Regions from separate parts of the Mus musculus genome. Here region 2 is linked to region 1. A link is a contact called in public Hi-C data. All regions are on one chromosome and are shown on one strand. Each heading gives the region's core, a stretch centred on a gene start, on an enhancer-like site or on the middle of the called end of the contact. The rest is flanking DNA. Distances are from core to core; before and after follow the strand shown. Region 1 overlaps Clcn3 (chloride channel, voltage-sensitive 3). Region 2 holds the start of Nek1 (NIMA (never in mitosis gene a)-related expressed kinase 1).

Region 1 (2,996 bases), core at 186-2,685:
TCTCACAGTCAAAATGTGTGTCTTCCATTTCGTTATGGGTTGTCCATAGATCCCGTGTGTGCCCCTTTGTTTCGTGTTTCTAGACTGTCATAGGTAGCTTTTGTCTTAATAGGCTTTATGTCTTAGTGGTGTCATTGATTAGAGATACAGTTTTGATTTGTGCATAACAAATTGTGTGACTTTAACAATTAATACCTCAAATTATTTTGACCTGCAATTCTCATAATTATATGAAACCTGTCCCCATTTGTTTAAGTACGTATTTCTATTGTATGCTAATATTTCACAAGTGTTTCATGCATCCTTTTTAAACTACTAACCAAATATAGTAGCTTCCCATTCATTCTGCTTTCTGCCTCACCTACATAATCTTTCAGGATTGCCTCTTGATTTCTTACCTACTGTTTAATGTAAACATTAACATCCAAACTTTGAATAAAGCACTGTATCTTCTTTGGGGCGAGCACAAAATTGAAAAGCAAAGACCCTAAGTATGCTTTCAGAATCCTGGGTTGTCACACTGTCAAGTCTGGGAGGTGAAGCTCTGCGCAGATCATTGGTTATGTATCTCATCTCAATTGTATGTGCTTTCAGCAATAGTCTGCATACAACTAGGCAAATTATTTCTTAAAAATTTTGGTTCTATAAACTATTGCGGTTTTAAATTGTTTTCTAATATAATGGCAATAGGTTCCTTTTCAAACTGGATCAGTATTACTTTCTGTTCAAACATCGTCCCAGTTTTTGCTACTTTTCTGTTGGCATACGTGAATCAGAGCAGCCCTGCTTCAGTGAGGCCTGCGTCCCAGCCCCAGTGGGAAGGGCCTCACACTCTACGTGGCCACTGTATTTTTGTCAGAGGATGGTTGCTGGGTAATTTCATTGTCTTTGCAGTAAAACACCTTTTAAAATAAGCACAATCAGGCTGCTTGCTTTGCTCTCTATTCCTGTCAACAAAAAGGATTTATCCATAGATTTAGTTCCTCTTGTCTTTTCCCTTTTATTTTAATAGCTTTTTCTGTTTATCCTTTTCAGACGCCTCCTTGGCATTATAACAAAAAAAGATATCCTCCGTCATATGGCCCAGACGGCAAACCAAGACCCCGCTTCAATAATGTTCAACTGAGTCCTGTAGATGAGGACAGAGAGGAGACAGAAGAGGAAGTTCGTTTGTTGAATAGCACAATTCTTTAATCTGCGGGACTCGTCCACTTTTTTCTTCTTTCAAAAAAAAAAAAAAAAGGAAATACAAGGCGAGCTTTGCAACCCGGTTTGCAAATAATGCTGGGAGAGCAGAGGGATTGTTTGGGGAGGGAGAAGGGAAAGAGTGAGGTATTTCCCTAGCTACCTGGAACAGTAATTCATCTCATGTTGCTCTGCACCTCACTGGCTGCACTCCCTGAGGAGTGCAGTGGGAGTGCAGGCTTGAGCCTCCGCGGAGCCGTCCGTCTGTCCCTGGGATCCTCGAGCGTCTGGCGGTTCCCTCAGCACCACAGAGACGCATTACAGTCCCTACTTCTGGAGGGACTACTTTGAATTGAGCCATCTATTAAGACTGCAAGGTCTTGCCCTTTTATACCAGAACTGTTGTGTTAAACTCATGAATTGTATAGTTACGCATCACCTTTCTACATTCCAAAAGAGCTTCTCTGTCCTCCCTCCCCCTTCCTCTGGAGCTGTAACGAAACCTCTCTGGTGTGTCCTTTTGAAGCAGTCCTTTCTCATATTGAGATGTACTGTGATTTTACTGACGTTTCATCACAAGAAGGGAATGTTTCTTGTGCCATTAACCATGTAGTCTGTACCATCACTAAAGGCTTGGGAATGTGTGCACACACCACTGCTGGCCAAGCAGGGAAAATCTGGAGGTGTGAATGCAATCTCCCAGCTTGTGTGCTGTGTGGTTCAGAATCTAAAACAAACTTGACTCTAATCAGTTTTATTTTTTCCTCTCAGACTTTATGGATAATGTGACCTAGTCTTATGCAAATTTTCTATTTCTGAGATGACTACTATGACAGAGAAGTGCTGTTCAGCATAACGAAAGCAAGCGCTGCTGCCGTGACTGTAAAGAGGAGGAAGGAGTCTGTTTAGCTGTACCTGGTATTAATTGCATGTTAAACACTGGAATTTTGTTCTTCAAATTAGATCATTCTTTTATTTCAGGATGTTTCACTGCTGACACTGGAGATGAACTGTAATTCATAACTTGCACTAAATGTATATTTCTTTTCTTAAAAATTTACCATTTTTATTTATATTTTTATGGATTAAAATTTATAAAATGCAGATCAGTTAATATTGCACATAAATAATTTTACCTTTTTAATGTGACTTTTTTTAATAGACTAATTCTGACTTACAAATATGGAGGTATGAGTAAAGATTACCATGGGCACAAGGGTTTAAGAAGAGGTAGTCATGTCCGTGACCCAGAGTACACATGATACCTTCTGATTTCTCACTGCCATCTCCTGGCCTATGCCCTTTGACCTGTCCATCTTGACCACAAACTAGAAAGTTGAAAATACCATAAATTACTAGTACTAGATTAAAGCCAAACTTTTTTTTTTTTTTAAGAAAAATCAATCAAAAATGAAAACAAGAAAATCACAGTGTGGTTATAACCTTTGAATCACTGGGTAGGTCACAGCCATCCCTGAAGTGTTCTGTGATGATTTCAGTAGATATGGTGCACGTTTTACAGATTAGTTATAATGTACCTCAGAGTATAAGGAGTTGTTATTGGCAGTGTTTTAATCATGGTCTTAATTTCCAACTGGCAAAGGGTGTTTACTCACTAGACTGCCCAGCTAGTCTTCAAGTATGCATTTTTCAAAGGCCAAATGCATTTGTGCAGACAGATATTTTCTGAAACAACTGGCATGAGCCATTTTTAATAAATATGAAATCACATTAGGTCTGTATGATCTTGAAGACTTAGAAAATCAGGAAGCCATATTCGAGTGATCCAAAGTTCCCCAAAATTGCTGTCT
Region 2 (2,996 bases), core at 325-2,824, 80 kb before region 1:
ATTTTTTAAGTATGTGTTTTCTTCTTGGTAAATATATTTAGACAATACCCAAGGAGTTTATAGTAGAAACTATCAACAAGCAAAAAGAAACTTCCTCTGTTGAAAAGCTATCATGTCCACGATTCTAGAAGGGTAAAACCTACTTGGAATACAGTGCCAATGCATTAGTAACACGACCTCAAAAGAACTGTGGTTAAGTCCCACAGCCTTCATCAGATTTCTGACAGACTTTCTTTTTCAGTGTAAAAACCAGTTTCCCCACAAAATCTGTTACTCTGGTTTCACCAGAACAAGAGGCCATTTTAAATGTAGACCTCTAGATCCTAGAAACTAGAAACAAAGAACTGCTTCTTTTTCCATCTGGCTGCTGCCCATCACCTCCACTTACTGCAGCATAAGCAAAGCCCATCACCGTGAAAGCTCAGATGGACTAGGGCTTTTAAGCCTTCACAAACATTTCCGATGTGATTTATGTAGGCAGTAAAAATATTTCTGCTTCTAGGGAGATCTTACAGGGAAGAATAAAACATTGGGCAGGGTATATAACTCAGTGGCAGATCACCTGCCTAGCAAAAATGAGTTCCTGTCATCCAATCCCCAAGACCCCTTCCCAAAGTTACACTGAATTATTAAAGTGGCAAAACTTTTAATACTTTACACGTGGAAATTGTGTCAAACCATGGAAAGCTTTAGGGTAACCAGTTAACTGCTATTTTTCTCATTAAAATATACAGGCATCTAATCTAATCTATTTAAGTGACTTATCATCTACTTAGATTAGTTTATCGTCTCTTAAGAGAGCGTTATCTTTTTAGAATACCAAAGAATTGCCTTGAGCCATACACAAGTCCTCCCCATTAACAACTTAAGGAGAAGGTGCTTTAGGCGCAAACACTTAAGGCGAGTATCCATGCACTCCACAGATCTATACAGGTCTCCTCACTCCCGGTGAGTTCACCATTCTGCTTGTCTGCCTGTCACTGCTTTCCCACGCGCAACTCACCTCAATGACACGGGACCTGAGTCAGAATAACAGTGGCGACCATAAGCACCGGTCTAGTGGCGGCAGTGTCTTCCTATAGGACTTAAGGCAGAAGCACCACGATGCATTTTGGAAATGACATGCTGTAAGAGAAAGCAAGTCTGTCTACCCAGCAGCCGCTCACAGCCCAGGCTGCGACTCCTACACCGGGCACCGGTCTCTGGCTGACGCGTCAGACTTGCCACCGTCGGGTCAGGCACAGTACTCCGCGACCCGCCCTGGCTACGCGGACGAAACAAACACAGCGGTTCCTGACCCCTTGGAAACGGCGGCTGCACAGGGGGAGTTGCTGGGTACCGCCCCCAACTTCACAGGTCGAGGTGGCTTGGCCAGGCGCGGACCCGCAGCGTGTGGGACTGGGAGGCTACCTGTCGCCCAAGTCCTCCCGCCTCGTCACAGTGACTATGGATTCCGGGGTGAGGGCAACTGCACAGGCTCAAGGTAAGGACGCTGCACGTTGCCGCCCTGAAACCATAGAGCTACTGCTGAGGAGAGGGGAACGGCCCTCGCGTCACTGTCGCTGGCGTGTGACGTCAGCGCGCAGGAGCCGACTTGTGGCGCTGCAGGGGAGGAGCCGGGATCTGCGGGGGGCGGGGCCAGGCGAAGCGAACGGACTGTACGTGCGGGGCGGGGCTGGACTAAGAGTGATGGGGCGGGGCTCCGGGGAAGGGCGGGGTTACGGAATAGGAAAGCTAGTGGGACCCGGCTCTCAGCCAGCAGCTGAGCTAGCGGGGAGCGTGAAGGACCAGAGGCCGGCCTAGAGGAGAGAGAGGCTAGGGAGAGGGTGCAGTGAGTGGGGGGCCTGTGGTAGGTAAAAGCTAAAAAGGGCGGTTTGGGAGCGGAGCGTAGCAAGCCGGGGATGGGTAGGGCAGAATCGGGGACGGGGGAATGGGGCGGGGCATCGTCAAGGGGCGGGGCCATTGGAATATGTTTGGGCCAAAAGAGCTAGGAAGTACTGGGACTAGAGAAAGGACTGGGCAAGTGCATTGGTGCAAGCACCGGGGACTGGGGGCGGGGAGGTGGAGACTGGAGCAACTTCAAGAGTTAAAAACTCCAAGCACCAAAGGGAGAGCGTGAGGTACTCCAAGCTCAAAGGAGCATGTGAAAGACGGGTGTCGGTAGAATAAAGTAAAACCGGAAAGAATTAGGCTGAGTGAAGGCGGGAATTTCGCTCAGGAATCTGACTCAGACTGAAGAGAGCATATTAACAACTTTTTCCCACACGGTACACAGATAAGGTACTTTTAATTTGAGCGCTCATTACTTAACTGAGGATGCCAAATATTTACAAGTAATTTTTCTTTAAGTACAATGCCCTTTAAAAAGTTATTTTAAGGGATGGCTCAAACAGCTCATCTCTGAAGACAGAAGACCAGGGTTCTGGGACGCAAACCTTGGTCTGGTTAACTCACCTGTAACAACTTCAGGAGCATCTTCTGCAAGCACCGGGACCTGAACTTATGCACATATCCACAGTTACTTCGTGAACTTAAACGAAGCAGTTTTATCTTTAATTTTTAGAATACAAAGTTACATTACAGTGTCCTACACCTTTATGTTTACTGTATATACACTTTATACTGAAGGGACTGACGATGTACAGTAGACTAAAAATCATTCGATGCAGGAATTGAAACAGTTGAGAACAAGCCTGGTGTCATCCCGAGTAGCTCTACTCAGTGAGCTAGAGGATGGCACTCTAGAAGTCCATACTTGAGGCAGGAAGAGGATAGTGTCTTTGTATACAGCCATAGTTGCTGTCCACATTGTTCCATTCGTGTGAATGGAACACTACCGAGGCTGCATAGACCTTGCCTAAGATCTGTAGACAGTTGATTTCTCTTTTCCATCCTTTCCCCATCCCACACACCCAAATCGACTTTTCTAGGTTCAGGAGCTTATAATTCTTTCCAGCTTGGAAATGGACAGATTAAGGGCTTCTTTGCCAGATGGT

What was found. Hi-C and Micro-C count contacts between places; a contact is called where the count stands out from the background.
Region 2: a Hi-C map of olfactory sensory neurons shows a contact between it and region 1, with 2.6 times the contacts expected there. The contact joins the promoter of Nek1 here to the enhancer-like site in region 1. A contact is called at or near these places in 1 of 39 promoter capture datasets (pre-B cells), 1 of 484 Hi-C or Micro-C datasets (olfactory sensory neurons), 5 of 115 datasets of contacts at active chromatin or transcription factors (the SCID.adh cell line, bone marrow-derived macrophages, embryonic stem cells and 2 more) and 4 of 9 other capture datasets (adipose tissue, liver, macrophages and 1 more).

What each region holds. Positions count from the first base shown.
Region 1 is chr8:60,911,215-60,914,210 of GRCm38.p6, reverse strand. It overlaps Clcn3 (chloride channel, voltage-sensitive 3), which reads left to right. Exons shown (of 13, transcript NM_173873.1): 13 at 1,036-2,996. The coding sequence ends at 1,126. Among named protein-coding and RNA genes, the nearest start is that of Hpf1, 22 kb to the right of the region's middle. Within about 2 kb of position 1,435, at least 14 of the 459 cell types and tissues checked have an H3K27ac peak or open chromatin away from gene starts, as enhancers often do. A contact at or near this core is called in olfactory sensory neurons, where this site is marked.
Region 2 is chr8:60,991,771-60,994,766 of GRCm38.p6, reverse strand. Nek1 (NIMA (never in mitosis gene a)-related expressed kinase 1) reads right to left here and starts at 1,574. Exons shown (of 33, transcript NM_175089.4): 1 at 1,004-1,574.